Regions from separate parts of the Rattus norvegicus genome. Here all the other regions are linked to region 1. Evidence: chromatin contacts called from public Hi-C data. All regions are on one chromosome and are shown on one strand. Each heading gives the region's core, a stretch centred on a gene start, on an enhancer-like site or on the middle of the called end of the contact. The rest is flanking DNA. Distances are from core to core; before and after follow the strand shown.

The links. Hi-C and Micro-C count contacts between places; a contact is called where the count stands out from the background.
Region 2: a Hi-C map of liver shows a contact between it and region 1, with 19 times the contacts expected there. The contact joins two enhancer-like sites. A contact is called at or near these places in 5 of 12 Hi-C or Micro-C datasets (frontal cortex, hepatocytes, kidney and 1 more).
Region 3: a Hi-C map of liver shows a contact between it and region 1, with 9 times the contacts expected there. The contact joins two enhancer-like sites. A contact is called at or near these places in 4 of 12 Hi-C or Micro-C datasets (hepatocytes, kidney, liver and 1 more).

Annotation. Positions count from the first base shown.
Region 1 is chr13:104,123,076-104,125,831 of GRCr8, reverse strand. No RefSeq gene overlaps it. Among named protein-coding and RNA genes, the nearest start is that of Prox1, 130 kb to the left of the region's middle. Within about 2 kb of position 1,376, at least 3 of the 93 cell types and tissues checked have an H3K27ac peak or open chromatin away from gene starts, as enhancers often do. A contact at or near this core is called in hepatocytes and liver, where this site is marked.
Region 2 is chr13:104,782,846-104,785,601 of GRCr8, reverse strand. No RefSeq gene overlaps it. Among named protein-coding and RNA genes, the nearest start is that of Rps6kc1, 240 kb to the left of the region's middle. Within about 2 kb of position 1,366, at least 2 of the 93 cell types and tissues checked have an H3K27ac peak or open chromatin away from gene starts, as enhancers often do. A contact at or near this core is called in liver, where this site is marked.
Region 3 is chr13:104,672,018-104,674,773 of GRCr8, reverse strand. No RefSeq gene overlaps it. Among named protein-coding and RNA genes, the nearest start is that of Rps6kc1, 350 kb to the left of the region's middle. Within about 2 kb of position 1,398, at least 6 of the 93 cell types and tissues checked have an H3K27ac peak or open chromatin away from gene starts, as enhancers often do. A contact at or near this core is called in hepatocytes and liver, where this site is marked.

The DNA of each region.
Region 1 (2,756 bases), core at 127-2,626:
GAAATGTCTTCTGCACACAGCAGCAAAGCCAATCAATGCCATTGACCGGTTTGATTTTGAAGGGGCCTCCGCGTGCCCTTAAAGGAAGACCAGGTCTTTAAACGCTAAGGCAAAACAGAGCAACCCATAAGCTGCACAAAAGCTTACAAAAAAAAAGTTGGAATCTTACGTAAAATAAACTTCCCGAGATCTAGTTATCGTTCCAAAAGAATCCTTTTAAAAAACATCGCTTGAAAACATCACAGCCATGACTCTGTCGTGTTGGCTGTTGAAAGAGCTCCCGGATAGCCTTCTCAGGAGGCCTGGAACATACCTAGGGTGAGGATGCTTCTTGTTCTGTTTGTTTGGGTTTTTTTATTTTGTTTTTGTTTTTTGTTTGTTTGTTTGCTTTGCTCGGGGTACCTTGTAGTAAGAAGCGATAGCTTGTGCCAGCCACCCCTGAGTTAGATTTCCACGTCCCTTATCCATTAATGTGTAACCTTGAGCAGATGGTCCCCATGCCTCACTTTCTTCATCTATGCCTGGGGACAAAAAAAAATCAGTAGCACAGAGAGTTTCTATGAGGATGAAATTATGCCTAACAGGGTGCCCACCGCACAGCCATTTCTCTTGAGTGGCTGCAGTTGGTCTCAAGGACAGAAAAACAATAGCATCTCCTGGGGCAGCTATAGGCAGCGTCCGGCTCTAAGCTCTTGGCGTCTGTGACTCCTTTTACTGCCTGAGACTCCCGTCTGGTGGACTGGGAGATAGGTCGGGGGTGGAGCGTTTGCTATGCAAGCACCAGGACCTGAGTTCAGAACCCCAGCACCCAGATAAAAAGCTGAGCACAGTGGTGAGTACCTGCAATGCCAGCACTGGACAGAGGGAGACAGGGATCCCTGAGGCTTACCGGCCAGCCGGGTCAGCTAAGGCAGTTTCAGTGAGAAGCCGTGTGTCAAAATGGAACCTGAGAAAGACTCAACATCATCCTCTGGTCTCCAGACATGCACACGTATGTAAACACATTGCCTACAGATAAACCATACACACAGAGAACGTTTTAGGAGGGTTCCAGGTGCTCAGTACGACTTTGCCTCCTTTTAGACTCAAGGAAACAGTCAGTCCGCGGTGAATCCAGACCTCTCGTTTCACAGGTCTCCTTGAATAACAAAGTCTGGTTATGGCTCTACATAGCTAAGTTCCCGTTTTTGCCTAGAAAACCTGAGGCAAAGATTTCATCACTGGCCCCTTGTCCATTGACACTAGAGGTCAACATCCAACGTCACCCGGACTCTGCCCCTGGAAAGGCTTCAGGCCTTGTCTGGATAGTGAGCCTCTATGAAAGCTAACCTTTGACCTCACCTCCCAACTGGAAACAAAACAAGGATGGTTACGTAAACCAGCGCTGGCTGGCGTTCTTGACACCCGAAGGTGCTTCTGGAGCCTCAGGGCAAACAACGTTGACTGTAAAAGAGAACTAGTGTTCAGCGACTCTTGGCCCCCGAGGCCTGCCGTCATTGGTTCAGTTTGGCTCAGCACCCACGATATTGATTGGTTGAGCTATACCGCCCACGTGACCTCAAAGATAGAGCAGCAATTTGAACGTTAACCCAAAATGAAATTAAACAAACTACGTAAGCGAATTCATGGTTAAGAGTTATAGAAGGATCCTTTAGAGAAATTGCTTAATTTTCAAACACTAAGTGCCACTGGTTGAGAGGCATATAGCCTCCTTCGAGATAAATCCCAAGCTCTCCAAAGGCTCTCTGCTTGTCGCTCACAGTGTGTTAGAAAAATTATTCTAATTTGTTTTTCCTTTTCAATGATTTTTCCTTCTGGAAGATTCACCCATATTGCAGCTCTTAGGACCCACACATGTGGGGCTGTTTCTTCTTTCTCCTCCTCTTCCTCTTCCTCCTCCCCTCCTCATCTTCCCCGTCTTCCTCCTCTCCCTCCTCCTCTTCCTCCTCCTCTTTCCCCTTTTCCTCGTCTTCCTCTTCCCCCTCCTCCTCCCTCATCTTCCTCCCCTTCCTCCTCCTCCTAAGTCAGAAATTCTCAGCTTTTGAAGCACACTACAACTTCATCTAAGCATGTGTGGACTCCCAACAGCCCTACTCCTGTGCCCATGGTAGCCTGAAGGGGGCGCTATAGCACCATGGCAGTCCATCTAAGTACTAAGACAAAGCTACCAAGCGCTGTTAACAGGAGGGTAGAACATACCCTGAGGAAACGCTGGGCTGAGGCTGCTTCACGTCTCAGCCAACAGAGAAGAACAAGAGACTTCATCTCCTGACTCAGAGCAATGCTGAATTCAAAACATGAATCATCTGGAACATGCATCTGGAATTTTTTGTTTAGTGGTTTCGGATTGCTTTTGACCACATGTATCCAAAATTGTAGAAAACAAAACTACAGATAAGGGGAGACTGTTCTCCTGCCAAGTGAGGTTCCTGACACAGTAGGCTTAGTAGCCAGCAGCCGTGGTCTACAGTGGCTCTGGCTGTTTATATAATTTGTTGCTTCGATAAACATTCCTCGTATGAATTGGTTTTGCTAATTCTGTTAGAAAACACTTTTTCTAAAAAAAAAAAAAAAAAAAACAGAACTCTGACTTTTAAAACATCTAAATCATCTAGATCAGTAAATAAAGGTTTTTGTGATTATGTTTATTCTGTGGTGTGTGTGTGTGTGTGTGTGTGTGTGTGTAAAGAAGGCTGAAATCTTCTCTGGAATCAAATGTCAAACAGAAGCAATGACTAGGACACAGTCGTCAGCAC
Region 2 (2,756 bases), core at 117-2,616, 660 kb before region 1:
TGGTGGCCCATTCCCTCTGTTGAGAGCTGAGAGAAGGTGCTGTGCTTTGGGACTCTCTCTCTCTCTCTCTCTCTCTCTCTCTCTCTCTCTCTCTCTCTCTCCCCCTCTCTCTCCCCTTCCCTCCCCCTCCGTTTCCCCTCCCACTTCCCTTCCTCTCCCCTGCCCCTCCCCTCCCTCTCTCCCTCTTTCACTCTGGCTCTGGCTCTCACTCCTATTCTCTCTCAGCCAGAAGCATCCTGCTGTTTTGCTTCCTGTAGCCAGTGACACAGGGATCAAGAAGAATTGGGAGAATTTGATTTTGTCATTATTAATATCTCAGACTTCTGGGTCATCTAAGCAAGTTATTTGACGTTTTAATTTAATTTAACTTTAGAAGAGGCGACTGGGAGAGTGTGTCCTGGGACTCATGGAAATCACCCTGTCTCATCTGATGATGGGATATTATTGAGCACTCTGAACATCAATCTCTCTGTCTGAAAATGGAAATACTGGGAGATGGAGACATGGCTCAGCGGTTAAGAGTGCCTGCTGCCTGCCTTAGAAACGTGACCATAGCTACTTACAGAAGAAAGCCTATTTGGGGCTTACAGTTTTAGAGGGTGAACCTGTGACCAACATGGCAGCAGGCAGGCTGTTATGAGGGAAGAGCAGTAGCCAAGAGCTTACATCTCAAACCAGGAGGCACAGAGCGAACTGGGAATGGTAGGAGTTTTTGAAACCTCAGAGCTCACCCCCAGTGACACATCTCCTACAAGGCCACACCTCCTAATCCTTCCCAAACAGTTCCTCCAATGTGGGGGCGAGGCGGGACCCACACATTCACATATTTGAGCCTGTGGGGGATATCATTCTGGTTCAAAGCAGTCACACTGCCCTACCAGAGGTCACGGTTCACAGCACTCGTTTCACATGACTCATAACTGTATGTTACTCCTGCTCCAGAAGGTTAGATCCTCAATTCAGGCCTCTGTGGGCACCTGTACACATGTACACATAGGCACACATACACGCACACACTCGCGCATGCACACACGCACGCACACACACTTTTGGAAGTACTGTGATGTTTTATATCCACCAAGGGGCAGTTATCTGGTTAATTCCCCGAAGTTCTATCAGAGGAATACAGAACGGAAGCCACAGAATCACAGTGCCGAGCAGGCTGACACTTACCAGACTCCCCCAGAAAAAGCCGATCCACGCATTGTCTTCAGGCTTGCCTGAAGGGTAAAGTCCCTTTCTCCTGGGCTGTTTTTCCAGAAGCACCAGGATTGTGTGTGTGGCACACTTGGAGAACTAGTCCCTGTGGGTGGGGTGAGTAGTGTAACTGAGGGGATTCTTCAGGTCACCACTAGGGGGTGTGACAGTTCTGATTCCTGAGCGAAAGGCCTTGGGCTTCTGGAGAATTAAAGTTTTTGAGAGCTTCCTGGAGAGAGAATACAAGCCCCAAAGAATCCCAGATTGCGGAGGTTTTGAGGAGCAAGTAAAGCAAAGATCACAAAGTGATCACATCATGTAGTGTTCACATCATGTGTGGAGATGGGAGCAGTGTTCCACTCTCTTTTCCTCTCTCTCTCTCTCTCTCTCTCTCTCTCTCTCTCTCTCTCTCTCTCTCTCTCCTTTTCCTTCTGTTCTTGGCTTCTTTGATTTAACACTATGAGCTCTTGTTCCATCCCTGAGTTCTTTGCTTTCGTTTTTGGAAGGACCAGTGTATTTTGAGTGACTGAGTAGTAATCCATTTTGATTACACATTATGTTTTCTATTTAATTTTCCGTCTGTTTATTTTTCAATACATCCCGTCCACAGTTTTTCTGCGAATGGCTGACCTTGGGATAAGCCATCATTGGTGACCCCCAGAGTGCTGCAGTAGGAGACATGGTCTGCAGGCCAAGGATGACACAGGGACACACACAGCAAGGACAGGACCCCACACCGTAAACCAGAGAGGAAGGAGCTCTCAGCTCTGGATCATCAGAGCTGTCCTTGATGAGAGGGACAGGTAGTGAACTGTTTCCAATGCCTTTATTATGTCTAACATGAAGGTTCCAGCCCAGCCTCCTCTCCTTTGCTGCCCCCTCTCCTTTGCTGGGGAGATCATGGCTGCAGGACTCTCTCCTGTCCGGTGGGAGAGAGGAATGAGCTGAAGTTTTTGTTTTATGTGTGGTGGGTGTTTGCTCTATTTCTCCAAGGTTGCCATAGAGGGTGCCCTTGCTGTCTGTGAGACCGGTATTCATCGGTGCTATTATTTCGGGTGGTCTGTGTTTGTGGGGAGGTCACAGTGTCTTAAACCATCTTTTTCTCTGCATTTCCCCATACTTTCTATCTAGAATACTACACTTTTATGAGATGTTCCAGTTGCTTCTGGTCTGGCCTGGCTCCGGCTGATGTTTTGCCGTTATTTGTTTTGAATGGTACTAAGTGAAAAGTGGCCCCAAAGGCCAGGAGCCTGGGAGCCGGGGCACTTCTCAAGCTGTGGCTGCATCGGACTTTGTTTTGGAAGCTGCTGGAATCTTTTAGCAGGGCAAGGCAGCTGCAAGAAGCTGGCTTTGTCAAAGGGAGCAGAGGAAGGAGGGTAAAGGATTCTCACCTAGTCGGAGAAGCTAGAGCCCGGAGCTGGATGTTGACCTTGCCTGCACGGGGAGGTCACTCCTCTAAGCTTGGGGTCGATGTGGCAGATCTCGAGTATCGGTAAACTCCATTTATTTGGACTTTAGTACTCTAACTTGGTATCTGGGGCACCGATCTGTGGCTTTTC
Region 3 (2,756 bases), core at 149-2,648, 550 kb before region 1:
AGTCATAACAAGCTGTATCTATGCGCAGAGAAGAATCTTAGCATCTGTCACCATGTTCTCCCAGCTCCTTCCTCCTCGCTCCACCTCCTCTCTCTTCTCCCTCCCTTCTAAAACTTCTGTTCCTGCCTCCCTTCCTTCTCATCCAATGACAGGCCTCGTTTTATCTTGTCTGCCTCCACCTGCATAATGACATCAACCTACAGGAGGAGAACACTGACTGGCATGTCATGCGCAGTCAACAGCCATACCCTGTCTGCCAGCAGGACAGCACACTGACAGCGAAGGCTAGAGCAGTCTGAGGAAACGCCGAGTCAAAGGCTCGGTGGAGATTAGAACCCAGAGCTGGTGCCAAAGCTCTTGCTCTTGACCTCTTGATCTTTTGCCACTGTTTAGTCTTCCCCTTCCAATTCCTACTTCTGTGCACTGAAGCCTGTCCAGATGCTTCACCCTCTGGTGACCTCTGCTTCTCTTTTCCTGCAGCTTTTGCCTTTGGTTTCACTGGAGTAAGCATAGGGGGAGGCTATCTCCTTAGGTCAGGCCATCCCCTAGGCTGTTGGCGTTTGTCCTCATTCATGTGGTCTATTCTTTAGTTCCTGGAACTACAGGGCTCTGAGAATTACCACTGCAGCAGTGCCTATGGCCAGGGACCATGGCTGGCAGACACCATCTTGTCCAGCAGGGCATTGAAGACCAAAATTAGATCTCTAGTCCACCGGAGGCTTTGACTGGATAAGTGGGAGGTGAAGGAAGTGGATTTCACATGTGGAGGATGCCGGGCGTGAGTCTTTGGAGTCTCAAGCTGTCATTGTAAGGGAAACTGAATTTGAGCAGCCGTTACGCTGGATGCGCCCACTCACTGAAGAAGCATTTCGTTTCCTCACCGTTGGTGGGAGGTGCAGTGAGTGTCTCAGTTAGCTAGGCTGGGTCTCAGAAAGGCATTAAATGGCAACCAGTTTTGGTTCATTCTGCTATTCCCCAGTCACTCACTCAACATTATCTGGAGGATTGGCCAGGTCTAACAGGAGGCACAAATGGCCCTGTCACCCTGTCCAGTGTGGTGTGTGTGTGTGTGTGTGTGTGTGTGTGTGTGTGTGTGTGTGTATGTGGGGGGTGATTCACCAAAAAGGGGACCAGAAAATAAAACATGTGCTTTATTCCAGCTCAGGTCGGGAGAGATGGAGCAGGGATGGGAGTGAGGGAGGGGAGACAAGGAGAGACAGAGGAGAGAAAGAGAGAGAGGGAGAGACAAAGAGCGAGAGAGGTAGAAGGGAGTGAGAGGGAGACAGGAAGAGGGAAAGAGAAACATCTGGTAACCATCCCTGACAAAGAGAGACACCTGGTAACCCTTGAGGGTTCATAGGATACTTAGTAACTAATGTGCAGGATACTTAGTAACTAGTGTGACAACCGATTTTTTGGTGCGGTGACTCAGCAGCTCTGTGGCTTTGATCAGTCCCTAGTATTGAAGGTGGCGTAATAATTTAATTCCTGGGGGGGGGGGTGGTGGTTCTGAGAACCAGTGATGACAGAGCTCTGGCCTGGTGCTGGGTGGTTACTTCTAGGCAGTGCTTTCCCTGGAGTAGACGGGGCAATCCATCTGCCACACCGGCTTTTACTTTATGCTCGTTAAGCAACTTTTTGACAGGTCGTTTTCTTCCCTGGGGTGGTCTTTGCAGACAGAGTGCTGTGAATGGTCAGTGTGAGTTCTCCAGAAGAGATCTACAGTGGTAACTGGATGGATCAACGCACCTGTCAGCACTGGGGCTGGTGAAGGAAACCCTGCCAATTTAGCCCTATGAATAAGAACCCCGAGTAAGAGCCAGGTTCCACCTCTTCCTCGGATGCTCAGCTCTGAGGACTGTGATGGCGTGTAAGTCCTGCTGGGAACCCTCTACCCAGCTAACTTGATTGGTCTTCCTGGCACTGACGCTCCTTAGAAAGGGTCATGTGTTGGGAGGTTGAAACAGAGAGGCCCCTGGAGCGATGCCCACGTTTGGCCTCTTATAACCTTAGGCCAAATAGGAGGTAAAGCTGGCCTGAGCTAAGGTGGCTTGATGGGTTCAGAGGACCTGGGGATGTGCGACAGCGAGGATTACTTTCACGATTCCAGAGATGCCCCAGGCCCATTCTCTTGTTTTCCATCCACGAGCCACGACCCCTATTGATGTGTTCTGGTTGGGTAGGGAAGTAGCTGGGTCCCATCTACTGCCCTAGTGGATACAATGCAGGGCGGGCCTCCCCAACAGCTCTATTATAGATCTCTAGTGCTTTGATAAAACCCACTGTACAGCAGTAGTCTCAAGTATGCCCAGGCATGGCTTGAGCAGGGCTATGCACCCGGTGTGTATTCATCAACTTCAATAGACCCCCATGTTTGAAACAATGCCTTAATTTTTTTTTCTTTTAGAGCCTGCACGGAAGGGTGGCATTGTACCGGGGGAAGGGAAGAGGGACTACAATGCCTGCGAATCAGAGCCCTAAAGTACGTTTCAATTACCCTTCTATTATCCAGCTGGTATTTAAGCGTGTTTATTATTCAAATCAGCAGTGAATGTACTGCTGTTGTGTAAACAACTGTCAATTGTTGAGACAATGATTAGGAAGCACTGTCCCTTTCAGGTGTACTTAGTGGTACTTACACCCCAGCCACTTCTATTTAAACATCACGTAAGCACAATGCCTGAGCGACTACTCTCGCTCCTGCTCCAGCTCCACATGCCAATTCTATTACATTAAGAGGGAAATCTATTAAATTT